Regions from separate parts of the Zea mays genome. Here region 1 is linked to region 2. A link is a contact called in public Hi-C data. All regions are on one chromosome and are shown on one strand. The core of a region is the stretch at or near the end of the contact, and the rest is flanking DNA. Distances in the headings are between cores, read along the strand shown.

Evidence for each region. Hi-C and Micro-C count contacts between places; a contact is called where the count stands out from the background.
Region 1: a Hi-C map of ear shows a contact between it and region 2, with 2.6 times the contacts expected there. The contact joins the promoter of LOC100217047 here to the promoter of LOC100280847 in region 2. A contact is called at or near these places in 2 of 25 Hi-C or Micro-C datasets (ear and tassel).

The regions. Positions count from the first base shown.
Region 1 is chr5:182,314,007-182,321,677 of Zm-B73-REFERENCE-NAM-5.0, reverse strand. It overlaps LOC100217047 (Ras-related protein RABB1a), which reads right to left and starts at 4,625. Exons shown (of 6, transcript NM_001143419.1): 1 at 4,517-4,625; 2 at 4,203-4,342; 3 at 3,101-3,183; 4 at 2,739-2,943; 5 at 2,586-2,654. The coding sequence starts at 4,562.
Region 2 is chr5:182,152,132-182,159,183 of Zm-B73-REFERENCE-NAM-5.0, reverse strand. LOC100280847 (late embryogenesis abundant protein D-34) reads left to right here and starts at 2,562. Exons shown (of 2, transcript NM_001153767.2): 1 at 2,562-2,923; 2 at 3,030-3,663. The coding sequence starts at 2,735. The coding sequence ends at 3,482.

The DNA.
Region 1 (7,671 bases), core at 3,376-5,875, 160 kb before region 2:
TCCGGGTTGGACTACAACGGATGGTCTGCTACGGTTCAAGGGCAAAGTATTCATTCCAGAGACGTCGTCATTATGGTCTGTACTTCTTGCCCAAGCTCATGAATCTAGTCATGAAGGCGTGCAAAAGATAATTCACAGGTGGAGAACATCTTTTTACAGTCCAAAAGCACTCCACCGGGTACGTGAGTTCGTGCGCAGTTGTGCAGTTTGCCAACGCAACAAGACTCAGCACCTTCATCCAGCTGGTTTGTTGCAACCCTTGCCCATTCCTTCTATGGTTTGGGCTGACATATCAATGGACTTCATTGAGGGCTTTCCAAAGGTTGGTGGCAAGTCAGTAGTGCTGACAGTTGTAGACCGATTCTCAAAGTATGGCCATTTCATTGCCTTGGGCCACCCCTACACGGCAGTCTCAGTGGCGAAGGCTTTCTTCGATGATATTGTCAAACTCCATGGTCTACCATGTTCCATTGTAAGTGATCGGGACACAGTTTTCACTAGCCAGTTTTGGACTGAACTGTTTCACATGGCCAGGGTTAAGTTACAGATGAGCTCAGCCTTTCACCCACAATCAGATGGTCAATCAGAAGTGGTGAACCGGATTATAACTATGTACCTCCGCTGTCTCGCTGGGGATCGGCCTAAATCGTGGTTGAAGTGGCTTCCATGGGCTGAATATTCCTATAATTCATCATATCAGTCGGCTCTAAAGTGCTCGTCATTCAAAGTAGTGTATGGCAGGGACCCTCCTCCTATGGTTTCCTACCAGCCAGGGAACTCCAAGGTAGCAGTCGTTGATGTCCAGCTGCAGGACAAAGATGCATTTCTTGAGGAAATCAAAGCACGTCTAGTGCAAGCTCAAGTCACTATGAAAAGCTACCAGGATCAGCGTCGCAGAGAAGTGGAATTCAGTGTGGGAGATTGGGTCTGGCTACGGCTACAACAGCGAACGGCTGTAGGGGTCACTACGGCTTCTCCCTCCAAGTTGGGACCAAAATTGTATGGTCCATATCAAATCACACAAAAGATAGGGGAGGTGTCCTACAAGCTGCAACTACCACCAAATGCACGCATTCATGACGTTTTCCATGTTGCTCTCCTGAAGAAGTTCGAAGGCACCGTGCCAACACAGCTGGTTCCCTTACCACCCTTGTTACATGGGCGGGTTATTCCATCTCCTGAGAAGGTCCTCCGAGCAAGGCTGAATAGAGGAGTCTGGGAGCTGCTGGTAAAATGGATAGGGCGCTCAGAAGCAGATACGTCATGGGAAGAAGTTGAGGCATTTAAACGCTAATATCCACATGTGGCGCTCGCGGACGAGCTGTTTGTTGGGGAGGGGGGAAGTGTTGTAGATTCTTTTGTGGGAAGGCATTATGCTAGGCGCCAGATTTAGTTTGTTAAGAAGTACTAAAAGTTAGGCAATAATTAAGGAGGCTTATCCTCCCGGGAGAGTTATCTTATCCCCTAGAAAATCTGTAATATGGTTAGGCACCTAAGCTATAAAGGTGGCCTTAGATTGTACTAGGAGATTATCAAAGAAGTTGTACCTGTGGGTGGGGCTGCTTGATCACCCTGGCAAACCCTACGCCATCTGGTGATCTCAGCTCCCAGCCGCCACACAGAGTACCTTATTCCCTGCGTTCTTCTACTCAATCCACCTTGATATCCCACCCTTCGTGGTGTACTCCTCCCCGCCCTGCGCATCGCAGCAGAGTTCACAACACCTAACCAAATAAATCTAAGTTATCTCTTTCCACCAAATCAATCTTATTTTTCTTTCCTTATCCAAACGGCTCCACTTGCCATGATACTAACACTGCTACACTCCTTCAAGATAGCCCGTCCTCGAGCTGTGCTGGTGGTCATGGCTGCATGCATCCTGTGGTGTAGTCTAGCGGGTGTCGAGATCTGGGAGTGGTCGCAACAACAACCAGCAAAGACGCCCTCGCAAAGGTCGGTGACAGAATGCGGTGGTGTTATACAGTGTGTGGCTGCAAGGAACCCCATGCCTTCTACCCGCCGGATGGCTGCTTGTCCGCGTCACACCGGGAACTTTTGGCTTTTCTAGATTCATGGATTTTGCTATGCACATAGATACACTATGTCTAGATGCGTAATAAAAACAATGTATCTAGAAAAGACAACATTTTATAATCTAAAATGGAGGGAGTACATAACATCATATGGTTCACATGGTAGTTCAACTGGTCTTGAATGAACAAGTAAGCAAATGCATCAGATAAGCCACAAACATTTTAATCAATCTTCTACAGGTTTCTAGAAAAACTTCAACATTCCTGTAGATTTATACAGAAAAGGATTTGGGGGCAGTGAAGAGTATAAGAGGTTTTTTTGGTTTTGTTCAAAAATGTGACTTGAATGTCAATTCCTTTTCTTTTGTTGATTTTTACAATTTCTAGTGGCAAGTTTGCAATAATCATGCAAATCAGTGACAAAATTTAAGACCAATCACACATTAAATGAATTATTACTGTGCTATAAACTTGTCATTTCAGTAATTACCAATGCTTAGCACAACCTTGAACAAACACTTGAGAAAGGAAAGGAAGTAACTAAAATCTAACCTCATTTGATACATCAAATATGCCATCTTGGATTTTCTTGTATATTGTACCAGCGGTCTTAATGAATGCCTACATCAGAAAAAGATGTTAAAATGGTTAGAAAAGACACTAGTGGGCAATAGTAGTAAACATGTAGTAGGGTGAACAATTCACCTCCTCAACGTTTTGTGCAGTTTTAGCAGATGCCTCCATAAAGACCAGACCATGCTCCTTGGCAAACTGTTCACCTTCCTCATAGCTGACAGCACGTCTATGAGAAAGATCACACTTGTTTCCAATCAGCATCACAGTCATGTTAGCATTTGCATGCTGCCTTGCATCTTCTAACCAACTTGCGAGATGATTGAAGGTCTCCCTCCTGAAGTCGAGTGACTCAAACAGAAGAATCATCAGTGACCGTAAATGATATATATATATATATATATATATATATATATATATATATATATATATATATATATATATATATATATATATATATATATATATAACCAAAAAAACCAAATAATAAGTACCTAGTAATATCATAAACCAAAAGGGCACCAGCAGCACCTCTGTAGTATGATCTAGTAATAGATCTGAATGATTCTTGGCCAGCCTGAAATTCAAGTCATAACTAATTGAGAATATAGCGCTTAGCGCTTCATGACATCACTCAACAAAAAAAGTAATGAATATGTTGCAGTGTAGTTAATTAAAACCATACTCCTAAACAAAGAAGCAAAAGGCAACATGAACATACCACATGATGAACAAACCAAACAATTATATAGATAAACAGATTCTGAAACTCGAACTAATGTGGGAAATACTAATAAAAAAGGCTTTACATGTTACAATACCCTTGTTACAAATGTTAAATTCTTGAAAACATGTAGTCAGACCATCGGAACAATTACCGAAGGTATCCTTGCAATCAAAAGTGTTGCAATTACATACATTTGAGATAAATGTAGGTGCAATTATCTAAGAGGAGATATTTTCTTACATCACTATATAATTTCCTTAAGTTCATATAAATATGAATGAAATCAGCTATTGTACTTGCAATTTAGAATGCATGAGACTATGCTTCTTCTAGTACTGCCAGTAGAATTCCATTTGGAAACAGGGAGTAATAACATATAATCAAAATAGACTAAAGCCCCATATCTTGTTGTAGTCCAGTGCTTTGTCAGTATCTCGATAGATGCTGGTTGATTTGATAGTGGCAGCCTAAGTTTGGGATGTTTTTATAAGCCAAATAGTATGGCCGATACATGCATATAACCTTATTAGCGTTCTATAAAAGCAGAGTATCCCATTTCGAAAAAGAAAATCGAAAGAATATGCAAAAGGATAACACAATTTTGCACAGAGCGGCTGGATGTTAAAGAACTGACGGAGTCTGATTCCAAAATCAAAACATTATCAAGTCAGTACGGCAAACCACAAGATGAACATAAGTATCATCGACAATAAAGGATCCCAAGGGCCAATACTCTAACTGCCTTATTTCTGAATTGTTTTGAAATTCCTACCGAAAGCGTTGCTTAAAACTGCTAACATTGCACACAGCCTAAACGACACCATGAAGAGGGCAGGAAAAAGAGAGAACGAGAGAGGAGAAGGACGGACCGTGTCCCAAATCTGGAGCTTGATGGGCTTATTTTCAATGGTGATCATGCGGGCGCCGAATTCGACGCCGATGGTGAGGTCGTGCACGGGCTGGAAGCGCTTGTCCGTGAACTGCAGCAGCAGGCACGACTTCCCCACGCCTGCAACACAAACAACCAACCAACCTATCAATCGCCGCTCGTATCTACCGACACCGACGATCACACGACACCCGAGCAGCAGATCCCCAGCCACGTGGATCCAATCCCCCCCGCGCGGGGCAGGGCGGCGGGGATCAGAGGAGCAGCGGGTTCGGGAGCGAGGGAGCGACGGACCTGTGTCGCCGATGATGATGTACTTGAAGAGGTAGGCGTACGACATCCTCGATCGATAGGACCGGGTCGGTCGGTCCCGGCGGCGGCGAGTTGCGGAGGATTCGGTTCGATCCTCTGCGTTGGGAACTTGGGGGTGGGGTGGGGTGGGGTTGTCAAGGCCGAACGGGAACGAGGGCTAGCGAAACGTTCCGGTTCCGTCCCAGCGACAGCTAATGGCAACGCGTTCGGTTCCGTCCCAGCGCTCCCAATCAGGATTCCAACGGGGCGCCTCTCTGGCTGGCTGGGTTGGGCCTTGCCCAAACGGCGCGCGGTTTTTGGCTACCCGGCGCCTTCGTAGCTAATGAATTATTGTATGTGACGTGTTTTTTCTTCTTAAAAAAAGACTTGAAGCTTAAATTTTTAAGACATTTTAGGATGAATAATCATCACCTAGCTGATCGAACCAGCCAGTCTACCAAACTGTTTCGGATACGCAATCCATAAAAGGATATATAGGACGTACACACTGCATTTTGCTCCATGGACTTGTGCGCCACATCATCTTTCAGTAATGTATGCTTTTTCAGACATTCATGGTTCAATTTCAGCAATTATCAGTAATCATAGTAATTGTTATTGTAAAAAATTACTGATGAAACGTTCAGTAATTTATTTAGCCATCTCTAGAAACGTTCAATAATTTTCTAGAAACTTTGTTCGCTTCGGATTAAAGCCGGTTGTTTGGACTGTTGCAGCTACAATTCATAGAGATAAAAACATTGTAGGAGCCGGTACGAATGCCAAGGGAACAAGCTAAATAATTGTATTCAGTCATTTCTGGAAACATTCAGTAACTAGCAATGCAAAAATAAATGTCGTTCTTTTCTCAGTGTGAAATGAAATTACTATGTGATTGAGAAATTACTAAACAAATGTTGTAAAATTACCAAGTGATTATTGAAAAATTACCGGGTAACTAGATAATCACCGTAAAGTTGTTTCTTTTCTCAGTGTGGAAATGAAATTTATGAGTGATTGGGAAATTACTGGAGAAATGTTGTAAATTACTGAGTAACTAGACAATTACTACATAATTGTTGTTCTTTTCTCAATGTGTAAAATGAATTTACTGTGTGATTGAGAAATTACTAAACAAATGCTGCAAAATTATTGAGTATTTACTGTAAAATTAGTGAGTAACTAGACAATCATTACATAGTTGTTGTTCTTTTCTCAGTGTGTAAACGAAATTACTGGTTGATTGAGAAACTATCGAACAATGTTGTAAAATTACTATCGGCGTTTCGACCCCGGGGGTCCCTGGACCGATGAGTAAATTGTCGCCGCGTGTCCCAGCCCAGATGGGTCGGCGCGAGACGGAGCACGAAGGGGGGAAGGAGACAGGCAAAAGGGGAAACCCGCGGCCTTCGTGTTGTCCTGCGCCCAGGTCGGGTGCGCTTGCAGTAGGGGGTTACAAGCGTCCGTGTGGGAGAGAGCGAGGGACTTACGCGTCGGCCTGTTCTCCCGCGCGGCCAACCTTCTCATACGAGAGCCCTGGACCTTCCTTTTATAGTGTTGCTAAGTTCAGTTTCATACTTATATTCATTAGCAACATTATATAAGTATTGTGCTACTTAATATCATAATCTCTAATCAAGTTTTGGATTGTTTAAGTGAAATTTCAGGTTTTGTCTATTCATCCCCTCTAGCCAAGTTTCTGAAATGCCCTAGAGAGAAGTGAAGGCAAAATTCGCAATCAACGAGGAAAGTGAGAGAGTAAAACAAAAGAGAATAGACCATGAAGAAAATGGCCATCCTATTCTAGAATCATAAGAATTTATACCAAACCTTAAGAAAGATGGAAAGACACCATATTTTGCCAAACTTTTTGAAGTACATAGGACACTAGGACAAGTTCCTTCATTATAAGACAACTGAATAAGGCTAGGACAAGGCATCAATAAATAAAATAAACACCAATAAGAAGGGGTACTTCCATATAGTAGGGCCTAGAGGTTACAAAATAGGTGGGGAGAAGTGGGCAAAAATGGAGTTTAGCATCAAATAGAGAGGTGTTATCTTAGAAAATCGTGAACGGTCAAAACACTTGAGACATTGGTACTGCAACCATGGGGCAATGTCTCTAAGGATGGCATCTTATCTTACACAGATAACATCAAAGATGTGACATAAAAGATAATAGATGTTGTGGATAAGACGTCCTAAGGGGAATTTGTCCACAATAGATAAAATGATGAACTAACACTTGCCCTAAATGAACTAGCTAGAGCACCTAGGTCGTACAAGAGGATATAGGAGTTTGCTATGGAAGTTTGGCTTAGCTTAGAGCATTGACACATACAGAAGTTAACAAGGAGGCAAAGCCAAGGAGGAGTACATAGTCTAAAATCTTGAGGAAGAACTTGCTAGAACAAAAGCTTCCATTCGAGACGAGGTTCAGCGCCAAGTGGCAATTTCTGTTAGACAACTAATACAACAAGGGTTGATGCCTCCTCCTATCGACATGGTCAGCTCAAAAAGCCCACGAAGTAGTTACGCTTCCACAGAACTCCCCCAAAATAATAATACCCAATGGATGATATACAGCGTCCAATGGCTTATGAGTTATATATAGCCATTAGAAAACTAAAAAGGTAAAGTGGATTATGGTATGGCGTCACCACCACACACAAGGATAAATTACCATGTGCCAAAATCTCAACCGGATACGTAGTTGTTAGCGTTGACAAGATCTATGATGGGTACAAATATCTGAAGTTGAACATTCGAGGGGGTGATGATGAAACAATACTTTCATAAGCCCTACATGGTTGTGTTTTATGACAGAAAAAGTACATTACAATACTCGATACCCAACAACGACCAAAATTGATGGTGGATGTCACACCCGGTTTTAAGGGACAAAGTCGGGTGCATCTCATATATGCGCCAAAGAAGACAACACATATAATAACAGAGTGTATAGAGATAAATGTCGCAATATAATCAGAGTACTTATTACATAGCGGAAGTCTTACAAATAAATATAAAACAAACTAAAGTCCATCCTTGGCGCCATAAAGTCAACTAGGAGATGCCACCTAGATCAAATCGAACTCCTCGTTATGTGGCTCCTCTTGAACCACATGTTCTTCTCCTGTGGGGGGGTGAGACAG
Region 2 (7,052 bases), core at 1,313-3,812:
CGGTCCTGCAAGGGATTCCTGGGAAGGCCCTCGGGAGGATTTTGCTGTGATGGCGGTCCTGCAAGGGATTCCTGGGGAGGCCCTCGGGAGGATTTTGCTGTGATGGCGGTCCTGCAAGGGATTCCTGCATTGGAGCTTCCTATAAACTGTAGCGGGTTTTCTGAAGCTAGTGGAACTTTGTAAAGGCCTCGTAGTGTTACCCTGCCTCGCCTCCTCGGTAGAGGTGTATGGGAAGTCGCGATCCCTTGGCAGATGGGTAACATGACTTGTGGGTAAAGATGCGCAACCTCTGCAGAGTGTAAAACTGGTATACTAGCCGTGCTCACGGTCATGAGCGGCTCGGACACTCACATGATTAAATTATGGAACTTAAACTCAATTTGTCATATGCATTGCATCGCAGGTGAGTTTGTTACTTTTGTTCTACTATTTAATTGGGTTGGTATTTACTTATACTTAGTAATTGCTAATAAAATTTTGACCAACTTTAAAAGCAATGCTCAGCTCTAACCATCCTCTTTGGTAAGCCTTACACTTCACGTGAGCTCCCACCTTTGGCGAGTTCCTGCACATTATTCCCCACAACTTGTTGAGCGATGAACGTATGTGAGCTCACTCTTGCTGTCTCACATACACCACAGGTCAAGACCAGGTACTGCAGGATGATGCTCATGGAAGATGCTGCGATGAGTTCGTGAGTGGTCTAGGTCGTCGTCTCCCAGTCAACTTTGGGTTGCTGGACCGTTGTCTTCTTATAATGTAACTATTATTTGTATAGAACTCCTGTTATATATAAAGATGTGACATTCGATCCTGTGCCACTTTACATCATATGTGTGAGACTTGGTCCCAGCATACCTGGTGTTTTTGTTAGCGCCCGGGTTTTGGACCCCTAAAATCCGGGTGTTACATTGGATGTGATTGGAAAAATTTATAAAAGATTTTGATTTGTTTGGAATTTAAACCTCTACCTAACTCCATCCAATCCATCTGGATTAAGAGCAAAACGAATAAGCCCTAAAAAGATTAGAGATCAAGGAAAGATTATGATAAACTTTCAACGTGAATGTCTTGGCTTAGAGAAAAGGAAAAACTAACGCCTCCAGAAAGATTAGGAAAAACCTCCTGTGCGAGATAGATGTTACAAAATGTCTTTCTAAACATTTTCTCTGTCAAAACACTGTACAAGTGCGATATCTGCGCATAGTTCTTTTGAAACAATTTTATTAAAGCAAAAACCATGGTGTTACATTAGTTTAGTTAGGCCATGACTTACATCGCTTTGGTTTAGGCCTATTGTTTAAGTGAGGTTTGTATACCTCTTATCCTTTGGTGCTTGGGTGTACCATTGCAGTAGTACTAGGAGAGGCTTGTGTAATCTTTTGAGATCATATCAAATGCTTTTGTGGCGTAGTCACCACTGTGTACTAGATAAAATGAGGACAATGATATTTGAAAAGCTATTCTGGAGACCCATTTATGTGTGCGAAGGCTTGAGGCGATCCATAGATTTACCTGGAGGTGGGTGCTCTCACATGGGCTTCCTTGCAATGGGCTCCGACAAAAAACTAGAAAACCTTGCACCCTTCTTCATACCTTAGTAAAAATACTAAAGTCATCCATAGAAGTTTATATCTCCATCGTCTTCTAACTTTCACATTTTTATTGTGTAAATTTTAGTTGTGTGTGCTTACCTTTCTATCTTGTTTAATAGGTTTGGAAACTAGGTTGTATGACTTTTTTGTGGTAGAGATATCAATACACTTAGTCAAAATTATAGTTGTATATAGATAGTTTGCTTATTGGATATGATTTGACTAAGTAAATTTAGAAGCCTTAGTTTAAGTAGTAGATTTAAGTTGTCTGATTCAATCTCCTCTTAGATATCATGGTCCATACAATTAATAAACAAATGAGTGAACAATCATTTATGATTTGGGCAATATTACATCCATTGTTGACATCTTAATGAGGAATTTGCAAAAGGTAGATGGATCTCACTCTTTTGATACTAAGATTTGTAAAAATGCAAGTGGGGAAGTTGCATAAAAATGCAAATATGTCAATATCTAAAATGGACTGAGCTTTTGGTTGGGGTTGAGCAGTACAAACTGTGGAGAAGCTCTCTGGCCGGGAGGGGATAAACCCCAGATATATTAAGGAGAAGGAGATTTGTTTAGCTGAGACCTAGATAAACGGCTGTTGGAACCATAGTTTTACGAGCGTTTTAACCGAACTGTTTCACATACTTTAATATTTCTATAAACCATAATATTATTTAAAAACTAAAAAAAAATACTGAACATCCATCTAAACCCTTAGCGCACATAGCAACTTAGCAAGCATCCGCTCTGCGGCTCCGCCCAGGTGTCAAAGCGAACGAGCACAGCGTGTCATATGCAGATCTACGGGCCGGGTAGCACGTACCAAACCTTTATTTGCCACTCTCTGTCACTCAGACTAACCTACACGCACGCATCTCGACTAGACGTGTCGCTATAAGACGTGAACATGCAGCAGGCACCATGCATATGCGAACACCATGTGCCACGTATAGCACCAATAATTTAATTTATAGTTATAGTATAGGAGGAGTGTATATACACCTCGTGTGCTTCTGCTGCACAGCTATGCCTCTCGGAGCTAGCCAAACAGAGTTGCGATCCTTAAATTTCTTGGCTGTTTTGCCCAGGTATCCAAACAGATTGCGATCGCGAGTCCGGAGGTCGGCAGCATGAACCACCACCAGGCCCAGCCCGTCCGCACCGGCGACGTCTACCCACCGACCGCCGTCAAGCGAGAGGCGAGCCACGAGCGGGACAAGATCATTGAACAAGGAGATCAGCGGGGCGGCGCCCTCCACGTCGACCAGACAGATCTTCCCGCCGGCAGACGCATGGTCACCGCCAGCGCAGGCGGCCAGGTACGTCGTCGTAATAAGTTGCACGCACGCACCATCTTGTAGTACAGTACTGCATATACGAACGAAAGACGATGGCCGGATCTTCGAAACGCGCGCGCTCCTGCAGGTGATGGCACAGTTCACCGTGCCCGTGCCGGACACCAAGGTCGCGGAGGCCACGGACGCGGTCACCCTCGGCGAGGCCCTCCATGCCGCGGCGCAGACGTCGGCGGGCGACAAGCCCGTGGACCTCGCCGACGCTGCGGCGCTGCAGGCCGCCGAGGCGCGCGCGACGGGGCTGGGCGGCAACGTACGCGGCGGCGTGGCGGCCGCCGCGCAGCAGGCCGCGGAGACGAACGCGAAGCGAGCGGAGGACGGCGGCGGTGGCGACAGGGTGACGCTCAGGGACGTGGTGGGCGGCGACGCCGCGGCGGCGATGGCCGCCGACAAGGTGGCCACGAGGGAGGACGCCGAGAAGGTGGCGGCTGCCGCGGCGCGCAACGTGGGGAAGGGGGCCGGCGGTGGCGTCGCCGAGGCTGTCGTGGCGGCGGCGGATATGAACGAGGGGAGGATGATGTAACAGTGTAGTATATAGTTGACGTCTGTACTTGTATCCTAGTACCGTTTTACGTGCGTTAATAATAAATTCGACTCGTTTGGACCGTCGTGGTCATGAGTCTGCCTCTATTTGGATCCCTTCGCGCCTGGATCCATTTTGTAAACTTTTGGGACACCTGTAAGCTTAACTTTTTGAACTTGTGGATCTTCTCTAAACTAAGGTTTGTTTGGTTTCTAGAATCAATTCATATGAGGCGGTGTATCAAATTTACTGGAATAAATCCATATAAAATTAGTGTAATAAGCTCGTTTCTCATATTATTACTAATTATTCCTAAGAATGAAAAAATATTATATGTATCGAACTCATTTTATTACACAAATCGAAATCCATATCGGTATTGAAAATTTAGTGGAATACATTTCACAAATCGAAATCCATATCAGTATTGAAAATTTAGTGGAATACATTCGTTACTCGAGCGGAGGGCGGCGGCGGCGACAGGTTGACGCTCAGGGACGTGGTGGGCGGCGATAGTTGAACAATGCAATAGTAAGAATATAATTGGTGGCACAGCACCTCGGTGCTTGCTTTGTTTCTTTATATAGATAGCATGTGCACAGGATAGATACAAAACTAAAACCGTCTAGGAGCTAATCTAGGAGTTAATCTAGCATAGATGCTAACAACCTTGGCTACGCTATACAACAGAATGCTAACATCCCCTGCAATCTTAACCGGTGGACACAAGGTTAAGATTGAAACGACTGCGCTCCAACATCTGTTTGGTTGCAGGCTTAGTAAATATATCAGCGATCTGATCTCCAGATGATATAAGCCGGACCTGCAATGCTCCAAGAGCCACTTTCTCTCTAACAAAATGAAAATCCACCTCAACATGCTTTATTCGACCATGAAAAACAGGATTGGCGCTTAAGTGTGTGGCTCCCAAATTATCACACCAAAGAACAGGAGGACGTGGCTGCATAATACGAAGTTCTTTGAGCAAAGATTGTATCCAGATAGCTTCAGCAGTGCCATTAGCTAGTGCTTTATATTCAGCCTCAGTGGATGAACGAGATACTGTAGGTTGCTTGCGAGCGCTCCAGGATATAAGATTGGAACCAAAGAAAATAACAAAACCCCCAGTAGAACGTCGGTCATCAATACAACCAGCCCAATCCGCATCTGTAAAGATACTCAATAAAGTAGAACCAGTCTTTCGGAGATATAATCCAGTATGAAGTGTTCCTTTTACAAATCGAAGAATGCGTTTTACAGCTTCCCAATGAATATCGGCTGGCTGAGCGAGAAACTGACATACTTTATTTACCGCAAAAGATAAATCAGGTCGAGTGAGAGTAAGATACTGAAGAGCCCCAACTATACTGCGGTAAACAAAAGCGTCTTTGTCACCTAGCTTGTTGCCATGATGTCGAGAAAGCTTGTCAGTAACGCATAAGGGAGTCGGGACTGACTTGCAATTCTCCATGTCAGCGCGACGAAGAATATCACGGGCATATTTCTGCTGAGTGAGTGTCATACCCCCGGAATTGGAAGCCACTTCAATGCCGAGAAAAAATGCAGAGGGCCAAGATCCTTGACTGGAAAAGTCACTGAAAGCTGCTGCAAGAGAAGCTGAGTGATGGACGGTGAAGAGCTAACAATAATTATATCATCAACATAAACCAATAAATACATGATAACTGCGCCTTGATGAAAGGTGAAGAGAGAAGTGTCAGCAACCGAAGGAACAAAACCAAGCTGGCAGAGACGATCACTAAGACGAGAGTACCATGCACGAGAAGACTGTTTAAGCCCATATATAGCTTTATGAAGCTTGCAGACAAAACCAGGTTTTGAAGGATCTTGAAACCCCGGGGGCTGATGCATATACACATCCTCATTAAGAACACCATGAAGAAAAGCATTGCTAATATCAAGTTGACGGATATCCCATTGACGAGATATGGCAATAGAGAGCACAAGCCGGACAGTAGACATTTTTACGACTGGACTAAACGTCTCAAAGTAATCAATGCCGTGCTGTTGAGTGAATCCCCGAGCAACAAGACGAGCTTTGTATTTATCCACGGAGCCATCAGCGTGTTCCTTTATGCGAAAAACCCATTTGCAACTAATGATGTTGTGTCCAGATGGCTTGGGAACCAGGGACCATGTACCATTTTGCATCAGTGCAGTATACTCAGCATCCATGGCAAGGCGCCATTTTTCGTTGGCTAGAGCATGATGATAATTCATAGGAACAGCAGATAAGCCAAAACTTCGACTTGATGGATTATACCGAATAGTTCCATCGGTATGCAGCAGAGGCTTGCTGATGTTGTTTCGAAGGCGAGTGACAATGGTCGAAGTTGGAGCCGTGGTAGAAATAACCAAGTCTGTAGGGCCGGCAGCAGACTCGGTAGCAGGCGGAAGCGCATCAGCAGACAACGCGTCAGGCGAGTGCACATGAGGTGCATGTACGGCTGCTGGATAGGTTTCAGCAGGATTTGTGTTCGTGTCCTCATGCATGTGCAGCATAGATGGTGGAGAAGTAGCAGCTGGCAGTGGAGAAGTAGCAGCTGGCGGGCTGGGCGAAGTAGCAGCTGGCGGGCTGGAAGAAGTAGCAGCTGGTGGGCTGGTTAATGTTGGATGGTTATGCGATGGGCACGCAGCTGTGCACATGTCTGAGGATGTGATCGGCAAAGCAGCAGATGGCAAGGAATTATGATCAGTATCTGATCGTATTGGAGTGCATACTGCAGCTGGAATTATATCCAATCGAGATGACTCCCAGAGAACACTCGGCAAAGAAAAGCGGCTGTTACGGCGCCGGGTGACGGAGACGGCGGCTTTGCCGAGTGTCCCTGGTGACACTCAGCAAAGAAGTTATCTTTGCCGAGTGTCGTCCAGGCAGCACTCGGCAAAGAATTCATCTTTGCCGAGTGCCACTTGGGACACTCGGCAAAGAGCCCGCCAGAGAGGGTCCCCATGTCAGGCTCTTTGTCGAGTGTTCTATGCGGCACTCGGCAAAGCTGACCTCTTTGCCGAGTGCCAGCGACATAACACTCGGCAAAGAACCTAAGTCGGTGCCCAGGTCTGTGCTCTTTGCCGAGTGTTATGACCCTGACACTCGGCAAAGCGCCTATTTGCCGAGTGTTACACTCGGCAAAGTGACCAGTATATACCTTTTTTATTTGTTTTTTGTATTTCATCCACACAAACAGAAGATATCACATATATACATCACAGATTTCATCACAGACATAAATAGCCAACACAAACATAAAACCATCACCACAAACATAAATATCCATCACAAACATAAGTGTTCAACACAAGTATTAAACATAAACATAAGTCTCAAACATCGCAAGCTCTCACATAAGTATCAAACACAGACATAAGTATTATACATAAGTTCTGAAGTCTAAAACAATGAAAACACAACACTCATGGAGGTGGGCGGTTTGACCGGGGCTGCGTTGGGCTGAATCCTTCCGGAGGGTTGTTGGATGCCGCCCCAGATTGGCCCTGCACAGAGAAGAGATTGCATGTGTTATATCAGATGCATTACAAACATCTAAC